Regions from separate parts of the Sus scrofa genome. Here regions 2, 3 and 4 are each linked to region 1. The links are chromatin contacts, called in public Hi-C and HiChIP or PLAC-seq maps. All regions are on one chromosome and are shown on one strand. Each heading gives the region's core, a stretch centred on a gene start, on an enhancer-like site or on the middle of the called end of the contact. The rest is flanking DNA. Distances are from core to core; before and after follow the strand shown. Region 1 overlaps C10H9orf3 (aminopeptidase O). Region 2 overlaps FANCC (Fanconi anemia group C protein). Region 3 overlaps C10H9orf3 (aminopeptidase O). Region 4 overlaps C10H9orf3 (aminopeptidase O).

What was found. Hi-C and Micro-C count contacts between places; a contact is called where the count stands out from the background. HiChIP or PLAC-seq counts read pairs in DNA pulled down with a chosen protein or histone mark.
Region 2: a Hi-C map of embryonic fibroblasts shows a contact between it and region 1, with 4 times the contacts expected there. The contact joins two enhancer-like sites. A contact is called at or near these places in 6 of 47 Hi-C or Micro-C datasets (embryonic fibroblasts, epiblast stem cells, fetal heart ventricle and 3 more) and 1 of 2 datasets of contacts at active chromatin or transcription factors (skeletal muscle).
Region 3: an H3K27ac HiChIP or PLAC-seq map of alveolar macrophages shows a contact between it and region 1. The contact joins two enhancer-like sites. A contact is called at or near these places in 3 of 47 Hi-C or Micro-C datasets (embryonic fibroblasts, skeletal muscle and subcutaneous adipose tissue) and 2 of 2 datasets of contacts at active chromatin or transcription factors (alveolar macrophages and skeletal muscle).
Region 4: an H3K27ac HiChIP or PLAC-seq map of skeletal muscle shows a contact between it and region 1. The contact joins two enhancer-like sites. A contact is called at or near these places in 7 of 47 Hi-C or Micro-C datasets (embryonic fibroblasts, epiblast stem cells, fetal heart ventricle and 3 more) and 1 of 2 datasets of contacts at active chromatin or transcription factors (skeletal muscle).

Annotation. Positions count from the first base shown.
Region 1 is chr10:27,159,378-27,162,734 of Sscrofa11.1, reverse strand. It overlaps C10H9orf3 (aminopeptidase O), which reads left to right. Exons shown (of 19, transcript XR_002336299.1): 13 at 2,104-2,166; 14 at 2,567-2,641. Among named protein-coding and RNA genes, the nearest start is that of MIR23B, 81 kb to the right of the region's middle. Within about 2 kb of position 1,859, at least 57 of the 83 cell types and tissues checked have an H3K27ac peak or open chromatin away from gene starts, as enhancers often do. A contact at or near this core is called in alveolar macrophages, skeletal muscle and subcutaneous adipose tissue, where this site is marked.
Region 2 is chr10:27,033,211-27,036,567 of Sscrofa11.1, reverse strand. It overlaps FANCC (Fanconi anemia group C protein), which reads right to left. Exons shown (of 14, transcript XM_021064601.1): 10 at 3,290-3,357. Among named protein-coding and RNA genes, the nearest start is that of MIR24-2, 45 kb to the left of the region's middle. Within about 2 kb of position 1,742, at least 5 of the 83 cell types and tissues checked have an H3K27ac peak or open chromatin away from gene starts, as enhancers often do.
Region 3 is chr10:27,264,487-27,267,843 of Sscrofa11.1, reverse strand. The region is part of intron 5 of C10H9orf3 (aminopeptidase O); the gene reads left to right. Among named protein-coding and RNA genes, the nearest start is that of MIR23B, 190 kb to the right of the region's middle. Within about 2 kb of position 1,708, at least 24 of the 83 cell types and tissues checked have an H3K27ac peak or open chromatin away from gene starts, as enhancers often do. A contact at or near this core is called in alveolar macrophages, skeletal muscle and subcutaneous adipose tissue, where this site is marked.
Region 4 is chr10:27,082,048-27,085,404 of Sscrofa11.1, reverse strand. C10H9orf3 (aminopeptidase O) reads left to right here. Exons shown (of 19, transcript XR_002336299.1): 16 at 652-736; 17 at 1,222-1,308; 18 at 3,179-3,323. Among named protein-coding and RNA genes, the nearest start is that of MIR23B, 3.4 kb to the right of the region's middle. Within about 2 kb of position 1,569, at least 25 of the 83 cell types and tissues checked have an H3K27ac peak or open chromatin away from gene starts, as enhancers often do. A contact at or near this core is called in skeletal muscle, where this site is marked.

The DNA of each region.
Region 1 (3,357 bases), core at 610-3,109:
TGTGTGTGTGTGTATTTGAGACCACAACCAGAAGAAAATTATAAGGGGGGAAAGCCTTTAAGTACTAACTACCCAGCTGTAACAGCAGATCTTCATAGTACTCTGTTTGAGGTTTAATTAGCAATAGTTGTCTTTCTTCTTGCCGCTGAATTGTTGGATTGGTTTTTGTTCCTTCTAAGACTACACGCTTTTCAATTGTGGCTTAATCAACAACGACGACACTTAGGAAAGGTCCATTTAGACACTGTACATCAACATTGAACTGTTTGTATCAGGTTCTTAGGGATAGTGAATTTCCAAGGAAAAAATTTCTAGTTGGGTAAAGGGAAATGTCATTCAGTGATAAGATTTCTATTGCTTCTGGAACTGTTATTAGTAGCATGGAAGCTTAAATAGTTCAAAGTTTTATTTCCATTTAAAAATGATAAAAAGCTTGGTGATTCCATAATCCATCATTTGTAACTTTTACCTGCCTGTACGTATTCGCATTTGAGACTTGCAAGCCATTATCCATTTTTAGGCATTTCTCTTACAGTAGAAAAATTGTATGTGATGGTTTGTACGTTATGTATAGAAAGACTCCATAACACTTTGAAAAATCTTTAGCAAATGAGCATGCAATTCATAGCACTTAGCTAATAATGGTTAATACGCTGATTTAACTCTCCATAGGTTTTTTGGTAGTCTGGGAGAAACAAAGTCAGAAATCTCCCATTTAAGTAGCCCTTTTGTTTGTTTTAGGAAATAGAAGTGCATCATCAGTATAATTTTAAGTAGTCCAGTTATGAATATGGGATGAAGGGATAAAATAAAGTTCTTCACTCTGATGTCTCTATTAAGAAACTCCCCTTTGTGTAAAATACTCCACGGCAAAGTTGCTTCTATTTAAAGTAGTGAGTTTGATCTTGGCTTTGATCTGAAGCTTTTGATCTTGAAAGAAGGATGAAGTAGCAATAAAGAGAGGGCAAGACAGATTTTCTTTAAAGAAATGCGATAAAGTTAAAGGAATGGTCAAGATCAGCAAACACGAGTGCGACCCGACTCTTCTCCCCAAGCACTCACCCCCCAGGCTGGTTCAGCCAACTTCTGATGAAGAAGGAAAGTCTTTTGGGGGTCGCGGAAAAAATTGAGGGTATCGCACACTTTTATAAACTGAGTGGAAACTTTCCCCTCTATTTAGGAAGACATTGTCTCCTTTTTAAATTCTACAAGCGGCTTGGGGGGGTCCACCGAATGGACGAGAGCGGCGCCAGCAGCGCTTAGCCAGAGCGCATTAGCTCCCGAGACTCGCTGAAGGAGCTCGGCGTTTGCCTTTTACGCGCTCCGAGCTTCTCCGCGGGGAGGTCACCTGCCACCGCCCCGGAGGCCGGAGGGGCCATTGAAAAACGTGTACTTAATGGCGTCTGATCCATTCCCGGAGAAAACTCCATTAGGAAAGTTCCTTTCCCTGCGTGATGGCCATCTGGACACTTAGGTTTCTGACCCGAAGAGAGAGTTCAGGTTGGCCGCAGGGGTGCGGGCGCTTCTCCCGCTCAGCCCTTTTTCCTGCCAGCGGACAGCACTTTTACTCCCACCGCGGCCAAGAAACCTTTTCGCGGACACCCGAGCAGCCCGCAGGGGTTGGGGGTGGAAAGGTAAGCGTGCGCGCCCGGGGTCGGTCCGCGCGTGGGAGGGCGCAGGAGCGCGGGCGCTGGCCGGACGCGGGGAGAAGAAAAAAGATGTTTGCAAGGAGAACAATAAAAGAGCCGGCGCGCCGGCGGGGGCGGGGGCGGAGGCGACCTGCCGGGAGGGCGGTGCGGCCGCCTATACCTTTAAGGCAGGCCCCGCCCCCGCCCCAGCGCCCGCCCGCCGCCCGCGCCGCCGCCCCGGCCCCGCGCCGCCCGCCGCCCGCGCTGCGCCTTAGGTGTTGCGGGCCTCGAGCGCCCGCCGCTCTCCGCCGGGCGGGCCGGGCGGACGGCCCTGGGCGCGGACTCCAGCGCCCGGCTCCCACCCTCACCTCCCGCGGGCGAGGTACGGGGGCGGCGCGCCGAGTTGGTGGGGCACTGGGGAGGGAGGCTGGGGCGGCTCCCGGGGTAAACTTGACTCTGTCCCCTTCCCCCGCAGCCGCTGCAGAGGGAGCGCCAGGCCGGGGAGGAGTGCGGGCTCGCTCGGCAAGTGAGCGCAGAGGTGAGTGCGGGCGGCGTGGTCCCGGCGCTCTCCTCCCTCCCGGGGCAGTGGGTCCCGCATTGCATCCCTGTCGCGGAGCCCTCGGTTGGCGGCGACGCGCGACATTGGTGGGTAAGATGGCCCTTGTTCCGGGGCTCTGGCGCGCACCGGCGCGGGGGCGGCCAAGCGGGCCCGTGACTGCGGGAGCGGCCGGGGCGAAGGTCACGGCCTGGGCTCCCCGCAGACCGAGGGCCCTCTGCGCGGAGGCGGCCTCGGGAGCCCCGAAAGGTGCCTGCAGCCTCCCCAGGTGAAGCGGAGGACGGCTGCGTCGCGAGGCCGTCGATCGTTTCTTTCTCACGCTAAGGGGCGGCTCTCAGGACCCGTCCTGCATTTAAAATGCCCTATGGTTTTCGAACTTCAGGTCGAGAAATGGGTTCGAGTGAACCGGAGACCCCGAAAACGGAAACGAAGGGAGACCGAAGAAGTGTTTGCAAAGGTAGGGGCTCCCCAAAGAGCACAGGATGGAGTTCTTGATCACTCTCCCCGCCTGCCCCAGAGCACTTGGTTACAACAATAGAATTCCACCCCCCCCCGCCGCCTTTTTTTCAAATTTTAGTTAAATTTACAGTAAGCCTTAGATTTACGTGGATAGTTCTATAGACATACTGGTTGCTAATCCTAGCGATTATCAACACACTATGTACTCAGGAAGTGAGAATGATCCGGAATGGAGATTTCTTTCATGCTCATTAAATAGAGCATTAGAGTATAAGTGAGTTTCATTATTATATTAGACCAGTAGTATTTGTGGAATTATATATATATCTCAGAGAGGGGGTGTTCTGAAGAAATCGCCCACAGTATCAGGTTTCTCTGTTGGGTTGTAATATACACAATACCTCACTCATTCATTTAGACTTTTAGAGTCATCTCATAAGTGGAGAGGGAAGGCCAAAGAAGTATATTACTTTTGAAACACTGGGAGGGATTTTATATACTAAAGCAAATGAGAAATTTGCTTTTCTAAATTTAGAATTTCAGTATGCTGCTTTGCAGAAGTTTGGACCACCCCTTGTCTCCTGAAATGGTATTAAGTTAAAACTTGATTTGTCATTGTCATAAATATTAGGAAATAAGGTAAGTAGTCTGTTGTTTCCTGAGTGATCCGTTGGAAACTCTTAAAAATGAATAACGTTTTTACAAATGTTACAG
Region 2 (3,357 bases), core at 493-2,992, 130 kb after region 1:
TTTTTGGGTTGTTCTCTAGTACCTTCAAATAGTGGTAAAAAAATATTTCCCTCTCAGAGTTTATAATTTTATCTGTGGGAGATTTAGTCTAGTACATTATTAAACCTTGTCACTTCTGGGACCAGAACCTGAACTGATTTGCTGTTTGTATTGGAGCCATTATGCAAGCTCAGAAAAAGCAGCTTGTCATGACAACCTTAAATTTTTGCCCACTAGTCCGACTGGGCACATTCATGGGACTGCACAGTGCTCTCCAAATAAAACAAGGGTGAGAGGAAAGGATAAAAAGAGAACGAGGAGCCCTGAAGATAAACATTTCTGACAATGGGAAAGAATGTGGATTAATGGGATTTCTCCTCAACTGCTGGGGGGAATGTTAATTGGCACAACCACGGGTGAAAACAACTTGGCAGTATGAGCCTAGGCTGAACTTCTGCCCACCTCAGAACCAGTACTTCCACTCTTAAGGATATTCCCCAGCATGTTCAAAGTGATGCTGTGCATCAAAGAAAACAAAATCTGGAAACAATGCAAATGCCCAGCACCAGGAAGATGGCTGCACTGTGGTACTTGCCCCGCCCAGCAGGACACAGCACTCCCCCCAAGGCCACGCACAGCCTGGAGCAATCCTAAGACCACGCAGGCAAGGACAAGGCTCAAAGGACTGCATACGGTGTCACTCCTATCTGTGGCAGGGTTTTAGAAAGAGCAAAAGCAATGACAAGTAAAGAGAACATGGTTTAGTAATCATATATATGTGTGATTCAGAAAAAGAAAAGGAATGATAAACATCAAGTCAAGACAGCAGTTACCTGGGGAGAAGTCAGGGTGACAGTATAGAAAGGAGCACATGGCACCTCAAAGTCACTACAGCTGGGCTAGGTCTTGGTGGATGTCAGGTTGGCAGATAACTCATTTCTTTATTTTACCTTGACTCTTTTGGCCATGACAGAGGCTTGCAAAATTTCCTGGGCCAGGGATCGAACCCACGCCACAGCAGTGACAAGGCTGGATCCTTAACCTGCTGAGCCACCAGGGAACCCTGATGATACTCATTTATTAAGAACGAATATGTGGATGAATGAATAAAACACACAGAGAAACGAGGGTCATGTAGGGAACAAATAGGACAGAAGATGGCATGCATCAGGAATCATTTAAAAAAGGGGCACTCAAGGAGTTCTTGTGGTGGCGCAGTGGAAACGAATCTGACTAGGCTCCATGAGGATGTGGGTTCGATCCCTGGCCTTGTTCAGTGGGTAGGGGATTCAGATCAGATTTCGCATTGCTATAGCTGTGGTGTAAGCTGGCAGCTGCAGCTCCAATTGGGCCCCTAGCCTGGGAACTTCCATATGCTGTGCATGCAGCCCTAAAAAGCAAATAATAAACAAATAAATAAATAAATCAAAATTTAAAAAGGGGCTGGAAAGGCAGGCAATCAGGAACGGCCCCAGGAAGAGAAACAACATCATACACGTGCAGCAAGGCCTTTGCAAAGTGAAGAGGTTACTGCTCTCGTATCCCTGACTCACAACAGGGCAGTGACTTCCTGTTTCTTTTGCCCCCTCCATCCTGCCTTCCACCGGGACCCAGTTTGTGCCCCTCACAGCACCAGACCCATGTAGCTCGGGCAGGTACTATTCCACACTAAAAGTGGTTATATGTCCAGTTCAGCCAGCCCAGATCTAAAGTGCCAAGGCCAACACTGTGTCCCAGGAGCAAAGCTGATGAGAACAACAGACTCGAGCGAACAGGACAAAGCAATACGCCTTGCACTGGTGTCCTCTGCCCTAACCTAAGTGTTCCAGGAGTCAAAGGGACAGGTTTTCTAGAGGCCAGCTCCTAACTGGGAATACAAAGAATGTTCAGGGAGGATAAAAGATATTTATAGTCATGCCTCAAAATAAATGTGAGGGCCAGGCAGTGCCTTTCAGCTGAGCTCTCCTCCCGAATTCCAGGCTGGGTACCATTGATAATGCTGTTTGCTAGAGTTTAGCTCCCTTCCCTAGGGAAAGAGAAGATGGGAAAAAGACTTCATAAATATTTATCATTGCCTCAAAAAACAGAAACATCTGCTAAAACCCGAGAGGGTTCTTGGTGTAGGGGTGTATGGGATTTCAGGAGGGCCAGTCATCATAGCACGGTTCTCCTAAGTCACACCACAGAGAGCATCCCATGGGCCCATGGCTTTCCTCACAGGAAACTGCAGCGGACTGGGGCACTTGAGCAGACAAAGCCCCACAGTGACATTTAGTCTGTGGCCATCAGAAGCACAGGCCTGTTAAAATGCCCAAAGGCGAAAGAAGCTCTCCAGTAGAAAAGGTTCCCCTTTCACAGGTCCCTCTAACTGGTCAGCTGCCTCTGCTGGCAGGGAGACCCCCCCCCCCCACTCACCCCATGCAAGTTTTCCTGCAGGTCTTAGCTCGGCTTCTTGCTCACTGATTGGGTCCAGCACATACCTCTTGGTCATGGCCATTCCTAGCTCCTCCTCTAGGATTATTCAAATCTTTTCTCATCACTCTCACTCTCTCCCATCCCTCCTGGAAACCAGTTCACATTTAGGTCTCTGATGTAAACGGAAACCCATATTAAGAACATCTATTGGAGTTCCCCTCGTGGCGCAGTGGTTAACGAATCCGACTAGGAACCATGAGGTTGCGAGTTTGATCCCTGCCTTTGCTCAGTGGGTTAACCATCCAGCGTTGCCGTGAGCTGTGGTGTAGGTCGCAGATGCGGCTCAGATCCCGTGTTGCTGTGGCTCTGGTGTAGGCTGGTGGCTACAGCTCCGACTGGACCCCTGGCCTGGGAACCTCCATATGCCACGAGAGCGGCCCAAGAAATGGCAAAAAGACAAAAAAAAAAAAGAAAGAAAAGAATATCTACTACTGCTGTGTAATCAGTGGCATCTCCTTCTTAGCACACACCACACAGACTCCAGAAAACCTTTCTCTGGCCCAGGACGGGCAGAGTCCTGATGGACAAACAGGACCCAGAAAGTTCATCCTTTGGGGTGGGCCATGCTGGCATAACAGAGTTCTCTGCACAACAGTAGAGAGATGCTTCTGAGTTCCAGGACACGAGACAGACAGAAGCCATCGTGATTAATTTTCAACTAAAATGGTTTTACCTTTGCGGGGGCATTCATTTGGAAGCCTTCTTTGTGAACAAAGCAGTCTATCAAAATCAGTGAAAATAAAGTGCTCCTTTCTGGTGATTAATCAAATACTCTTAACAGCCTCTTTTTCTTTGAGGGAATGAATAATAGCTGCAATATAACAATATCACAAACCTGCTTGTTTTCTTTCTCCAGAGCTTCTACAAAGCATCGTGTAAACACTTGAAGAGCGGCTAGTACTT
Region 3 (3,357 bases), core at 459-2,958, 110 kb before region 1:
TCCAATTAGACTCCTAGCCTGGGAACCTCCATATGCCGCCGGAGCGGCCCTAGAAAAGGCAAACAGACCAAAAAAAAAAAACAAAAAAATTATAAGGGTGTTACTATTCCCTTTATTAATTGAAGGATTTTTCTTCTGGGAGGTCACTGATGGGAGAATTAATTTACTAAGGAAACTCATAATAAATAATGTAACAAATCATAAACGAATAATAATAAATAAATAATGTATCAACAATATTTTAGTATCAGCTTCAGTTGCTTTCCCAAAAATACAAGGAAGAGCTAAACCCTGCAGCCATTCGTGGACAACCCTGCTGGGTGACTTGTGCACACTGCTTCTCAGTTGTCCCTTAGCCGTCACCTCTGTAGAGGAGAAAGCTGAAGAACTGAGAGATCCAATAGTTGGTCCCACCCCAGGCAGGGGACCCCCCAGAGTTGCAGGGGGAAGCTTTGTCTGCAAAGTGTGTTCAGGCCCACACATCAGGTTGTCTTCTGGGGACAAAAGTGTAAGAAAGAAGGGTCTGCCTGGCTGTGTGCCCCTTACACATCCACACAGCCTCTCCAGAGCTTCTATCCCAGCAAGAGCTGGGGTGTCAGGGGGCTCAATGGGACAGGACCATTCCCCCTTCAGCCACCATGAACTTCTGCTGAAGCAGCCCCTCTGTAAACTGATGAAATGTCACTATACTTAAGTCAAAGTTAAAAAAAAACAAAAAACGAGTTCCTGTTGTGGCTCAGTAGGTGAAGAACCCGACTAGTACCCATGAGGATGCAGGTTGGATCCCTGGCCTCACTCAGTGGGTTAAGGATCCAGCGTTGCCGGGAGCTGTGGTGTAGGTCACAGATGTGACTTGGATTTGGCGTTGCTGTGGCTGTGACATAGGCTGGCAGCTGCAGCTCCAACTCAACCCCTACCCTAGGAACTTCCATATGCCAAGGGTGAGCCCCTAAAAAGAAACAAAACAAAACAAAACAAAACCACATTGCAATGTCCTTTCTCATCCGAGCAGCTGACAAAGTTTCGGACTGTCAGGTTTGTGACCGCCAAGTGTTTTAGGCTGGAAATCCAGAAGTAAAAGGCTCAGTATCCAACCTGCTCTGAGCCTCAGTTTCCTTGTTTGCTCTTTGGAAGTGGAAGTTAACATCAATTGACCGTCGAGTGCCTTTGAACTCCAGCTTTCTTCCTTTCCAACTTATGGAAATTATTTTCCCCACTTTCCTGAGAGGGGAAGTATAAGACCCCAGGCTGTCTGTGACAACTGCCAAAGCGGCTGTTTTTTAATGGAAAGTCAGCTTCCTTCTGAGGTTGCTTAACATAGCAGAAGCTGCTCGAGAACAGAGAAGCCCAATGTTTCCCTTTAGCTTTTTTGACGTCATTTGCCTGTGGGTGGGTTCCCATCCGCCGCCTCTCTGACCACACCAAATTTTATTGCACAGATTTAAAAAACACACCTCGGTGTGGCAAACCACCTCAAGAAGCAATTTAGCCCAGAAGCCCTGCCGCTAAGCTGCGGCCGAGAGCGCCAGTTTCGGTCCAGCCTTGGACTGTGCCAGGATCCCATCTCGGAGGAGTAAATGAGCCATCCTCCCCCTCCCTGCCTCCCGCCAATAAAAGCAGAATGTTCACTTGACACTATCTCATGGGGGATTTGAAGAATCAATTCTAAACACAGACTTGAAAGCACTTAGCAATCTGAGAGCAAGAGGGCGGGACTACCATTTGTGGCCTGTTTACTGTGTGCTAGGTACTAGGATGGGCACTTGACTTCCCTTTTTCTTTTTCTTTTTCTTTTTTTTTTTTTGCTTTTTGCTTTTTGCTTTTTAGGGCCACAGTTGGGGCATAGGGAAGTTCTCAGGGCCAGGGATTGAACCCTCATCCTCATGGTTACTAGTTGGGTTCCTTACCGCTGAGCCACAATGGAACTCCTTGACTTTTCATTCTTTTTTTTTTTTTTTTTTTTTCAGCTTCTCTATAGCAAGTTTATTATAAAAATACAATCTCATCTCAAATTAGCTTTCAGATTCAGCTGTGGAGCAGAGATCTTCTGCCTTAATAAAAGACAGTTGAGGTTGAATCTATTTAAGTTGCAGTTATGTCAGAACACAGAAAGTGGTACATTAGGTTCATTAGCTCATGTGGGGGAAAAAAAGTGGTTAAAGCTGTTCCATAAAACAAGACAGTTCAAATGTGAGATAAAAGTGATGAAATGATACAAGTCAGACACTAAAATACGGTACCGCAGTGGGTATTGCTTTTAGAAGTTGACAGTGATGTGTGATAACTCAAGACCGTTTCATACAATGATTGTGTGTGTGTGTGTGTGTGTGTGTGTGTGTGTGTGTGTGTGTGTGTGTGTGGCTTTGGACCCTTGTGTAAGGATTTCTAGTTAATTTATTGACTTTTATTCTTTATTTCACTCAGCTCTATACTCTATAATCATCAGACACAAAACTGTCAAACAGTTGGATTTTAGGCCGCTATGAACCCAAAGCTTATCAAGAAGACAGAGGACAAGCAGTGGTGGGGGTGGGGGCAACTGGACTGATTATAAGCCGGGGGCGAGCTGAATGTCTTTACCATTTTTAACACCATCTGCACAAAGTTTAAAAATCTACTTATATGGAGTTCCTGTCGTGGCGCAGTGGTTAACGAATCCGACTAGGAACCATGAAGTTGTGGGTTCGATCCCTGGCCTCGCTCAGTGGGTTAAGGATCCAGTGTTGCTGTGAGCTGTGGTATAGGTTGCAGACACAGCTTGGGTCCCGAGTTGCTGTGGCTGTGGCTTAGGCTGGTGGCTACAGCTCTGATTAGACCCCTAGCCTGGGCACCTCCATATGCCGTGGGAGTGGCCCTAGAAAAGGTAGAAAGACAAAAAAAAAAAAAATCTACTTATGTCCATTTGCAATGCACCAGGCGTCAGAAATACATCCATTCATACAAATATTTTGCCCTCTCGGTGCTTGGAGATGTCAGAGAGTTCAGCAGTGATGGCAAATCTAGCTGCTGATAAATGACAGAGATGTTAATCTCATTCCAGTATTTTCCTTTCTAAGTTAAAAATAATTTTGCCACCCCTCCTAGTACGTGTTTAGGTGATTCGTCTTATAATGTGTAATAGGTGATAAATTCAGAACTGAACTTGGTCTCCAAAATAAGCAACGTTGCCCATGACATTATGGAATGAAAACACACACGCGTCTTGGTCTCGCCTGCTCTGAGTCTTCCACCGCCTGGCAACGTGAGCAGTGTACACGGTGAGACGTGAGACGCTTGTGTGGAAATCACGCCACACGAAAACTGTGACTCAGGTCTGTTCTCAGAAGAACTGAGGTAATGGCTATTAATATTTTATTT
Region 4 (3,357 bases), core at 320-2,819, 77 kb after region 1:
CGGTAAGCAAAGGGCACCACTGCCACAATCCCCGCGTGTCTCCGAGTGCATGTTGCCTAGAGGGAGGATTCTTTCCAAAGGACGTTGCTTTAGTTCATTCCGAATTGGTTGTGTGTAAATCTATTTATAGTAGATGAAAGGAGCGACAGTGGGTAATGATATAATTCACAGGGGCCCCCAGCCAAAATGTTGAAATTGTTTACATTTTACTGTTGCCACAAATGGATCACTGTAAAGGGTCTCCGTCTTTCAAAGGCAATAAAAACAAAGAGCGATGGAGGCTTTTTTAAATGCACGTCATCACTTCCATGTATGGCCGAGGCGGAACGAATAATAAAATAGGAAATGGTGGCCTCCTGACCGGGTATAACCGAGAGGGCTTTGATGCTGTTGAAAATGGCCTGGCCCCGGATTCTGAAACCAAATTTGGGTAGACTCTCCATGTAAAGAATGTGCCCGAAGTGCCTAGAGGTGGGAGTGTGGGGGCAAGAGAAGGCCTCTCATCAGCAGAGGCAGCCAGTGCTGCACCGCAAACTTCCAGATTGTCTCTGGGGTTTGTGGGGGTTGGTTTCCCGGCAAATTCCTGCTGGTTAAGCTTTAGCCAAGTATCTCTTCTCAAGGGTACCCAGCCTTTGCCTTGTCTCTCTGTAGCAGGTTGTGCAGACCTGCAGCGCTCGCACCATCATCGGTGCTCGGCGCCTTCCTTTCGCCGTGGGCAGACACCTCCAGCTCCTCGGTAGGTGCGCTTTGCCTCTCGGGAACGGGGAGAACAGTGTTTTCCTCCTTTAACTGTGTTTATTGTTATAATCAAGAGCACTGAACAAAATCGGCTATTCCAGGAAATTAAGTAGTGGCAGCTTATAAAGAAAACCTTCATGTGACAGCGCATCACTGCAGGGCGGAGCGCCTGCCTGGCTGGCCGGGGATGTGTGTTTCCTTTCCCTGTTTTGTTTTACATGTTATTTTCTTGCAAAATTGTGTTGAGAAACATCAAAAAACACTGAAATATGCACAGTCTTCCCCTAAAATTGACCATTTGCCCTCCTCATGAGGAATGTTGTTCCTTTCTTCATATAAGAGATGACACTCCATGAAATCTGAAAGTCTCAACAATGTCAGTATATTTCAGAGAGTAACTTTTTCTAACAGGGAAGCTCTGTGTCATTACACATGTTAAGCCAAGGAATGCTACTCAGTGATAACTTTCTCTGTTTTCTGAAGGTTCGCCATCGATGGTGTGAACTTGTCGTTAAGCACAAATACAAAAAAGCGTATGGACATGTGGAAAGGTTCCTTCAAGAGGATCAGGTAAGTTTCATTTTTCAGCGGACAGGGATTCTTTAAATGCTATCACCTGGTCTATGCAGTGCACTTAACACAAGGACCCACGTTGTCGACATCTCTTCCATAGCAAATAGTTAAACATTCTCCAAGGGTTTTAAAGAGTTGCTAGGAGCTTTCCTGTCACACTTCAGAGCTGGTATTTTCCAGACTCTCTCTTGGTATGCCATGACATCACCTCTCTCAGAAGCTGCCTTGGTTGGCCGTGGCCGTGGTCTGTTGCCACGAGCCAATGAAGCATGTGCCTCCCTGCATCTTCCAGCCTCAGCTGCATTAGGTCAGGATCATGGCTTAGTGATGCTAGGGTGTGTCTCTGTGTCTCCTGTGGCCCTGACTGAGAGTACGTGTGAAGATTAGACTGGGAGAGCCCTGGCTGACTGGAACGGTCTGGTCTGTCCCTGCCACGCCAGGCGGACCCTTGTGCTGGCTTTCCTTCCTGCGAGAACTTTGCTCACTGTTCACCAGGGCAAGCGATCACCTTACACAGAGGCTGCAGGAAGTGTGTGCATATGCGCACTGGCCTGAAGAGGTTGTCCTTGCCGCCTCTGCTGGGCCCAAGTATGTGGGGGTCAGCACCCAGCCACGTGGCCCCCAGCGCGGCTGTCCATGGCGGTGCATGTGCCATGGCTTCTGTCGGCTGCAGGAAGTTGGCTGCAGCTCACCCCTGTTGGCATGACCAGCGTGTGCCTCTGAGTGAGCTCTCTGCCGAGCACTGTGGGCTGACAGAGGGGAGCCACGTTTCAGTTGGGGCGGAGAGTGGGGGCGGGGCAAACAAAGGGACTTTTGAGAGGGCCTGAGTATAGGGGGCAGCCAGCAAGCAAGGGCTCGTTCTTCCCACAAAGAAAAATACATGACTTTGTCCCAGGAGAAATGTCACATTTGCACAGTGAGGCAAGAGGTGTTTGGAGACGTGGAGGGGCGTGTGAGGAGGAGATGTAAGAGCCACTTAAGGTCTGTTCTGAAAACCAGAAGTAACTACAGCATATTTGGAACAGCAGTCTTTGCCAAAATGAGGCTTCACCATCAGCTTTTTTCAGGAAAGTCTTTTTGAACCCCTAGCCACCAAAGTTTTCTTTTGCGCTGGCTTTGAGATCCTCCTTTTAATTTGCTCCAGCAGACCGTCATCTGTCACATAACTAAGCTCAGAACAAGAGCGAAGGCGGAACCAAAGGGATCTTTTGGTCTTCCAGAACATAACTGGCTGTTTTTAAAGCTGTAGGGGAACTGCAGATGTGAGTCTTTGCAGCATTGTTTTCGAAACAGAAGAGCCAGTGTTTGCCCCCATGGTGGGGCCGGTTGAGGGAAAGCGGGCAGGCTGGGCTGGAGCCACAGGCATCTTTTCCAGGGCGGCCTTGGCTGCTGGGTGACAGGGTGGTCTTCGTTCCCAGCAGTGCTGAGACACACATCCCTGGGAAGAAGGCCTGTGTCTGTGACATGCACTCGGTACTCACCCTGGGGGCTCCTTTCAGCTGCAGGGCTTTCCACAGGGGAGCTCATGGGAACCTCCCTGACCCTGTCCCTGTCCCCATCCTTGTCCGGAGCATTCCCGTCAGCCATCACTAGGGTAATGCTCGCTCTGTCATTGCTTCACCCACCAGCGTCTCTGACGGAACCGATAGCCCAGTATTTCTTGGGGTTTCTGTGAATATGAGGAAAGAGAAGGGCACTGCAAGCTGCAGGTTCCTAGAGTACGGCTGCTCAATTGTCCAGCTTTCGTAGGGTCTTGGTGACGTCTAGCCCAGCAAGTCTGTGTGGAACGAGCACAGACAGCGCACACAAGTGCGCGGGGACATGCGATTTCTTTTTCCTAAGCTCTCTGGCCTCTGTGCCCCCACAGGCCATGGGCATCTACCTCTACGGGGAGCTGATGGTGAACGAGGACGCCCGGCAGCAGCAACTGGCCCGCAAGTGCTTCGAGCTGAGCAAGGAGCAGATGGATAGATCCTCAGCCGAGGTGGTGGCCGAGATGTTATTTTAAAGAGGTGATTCTCTTTCTTTCCTTTCTCAGTTGCTCGG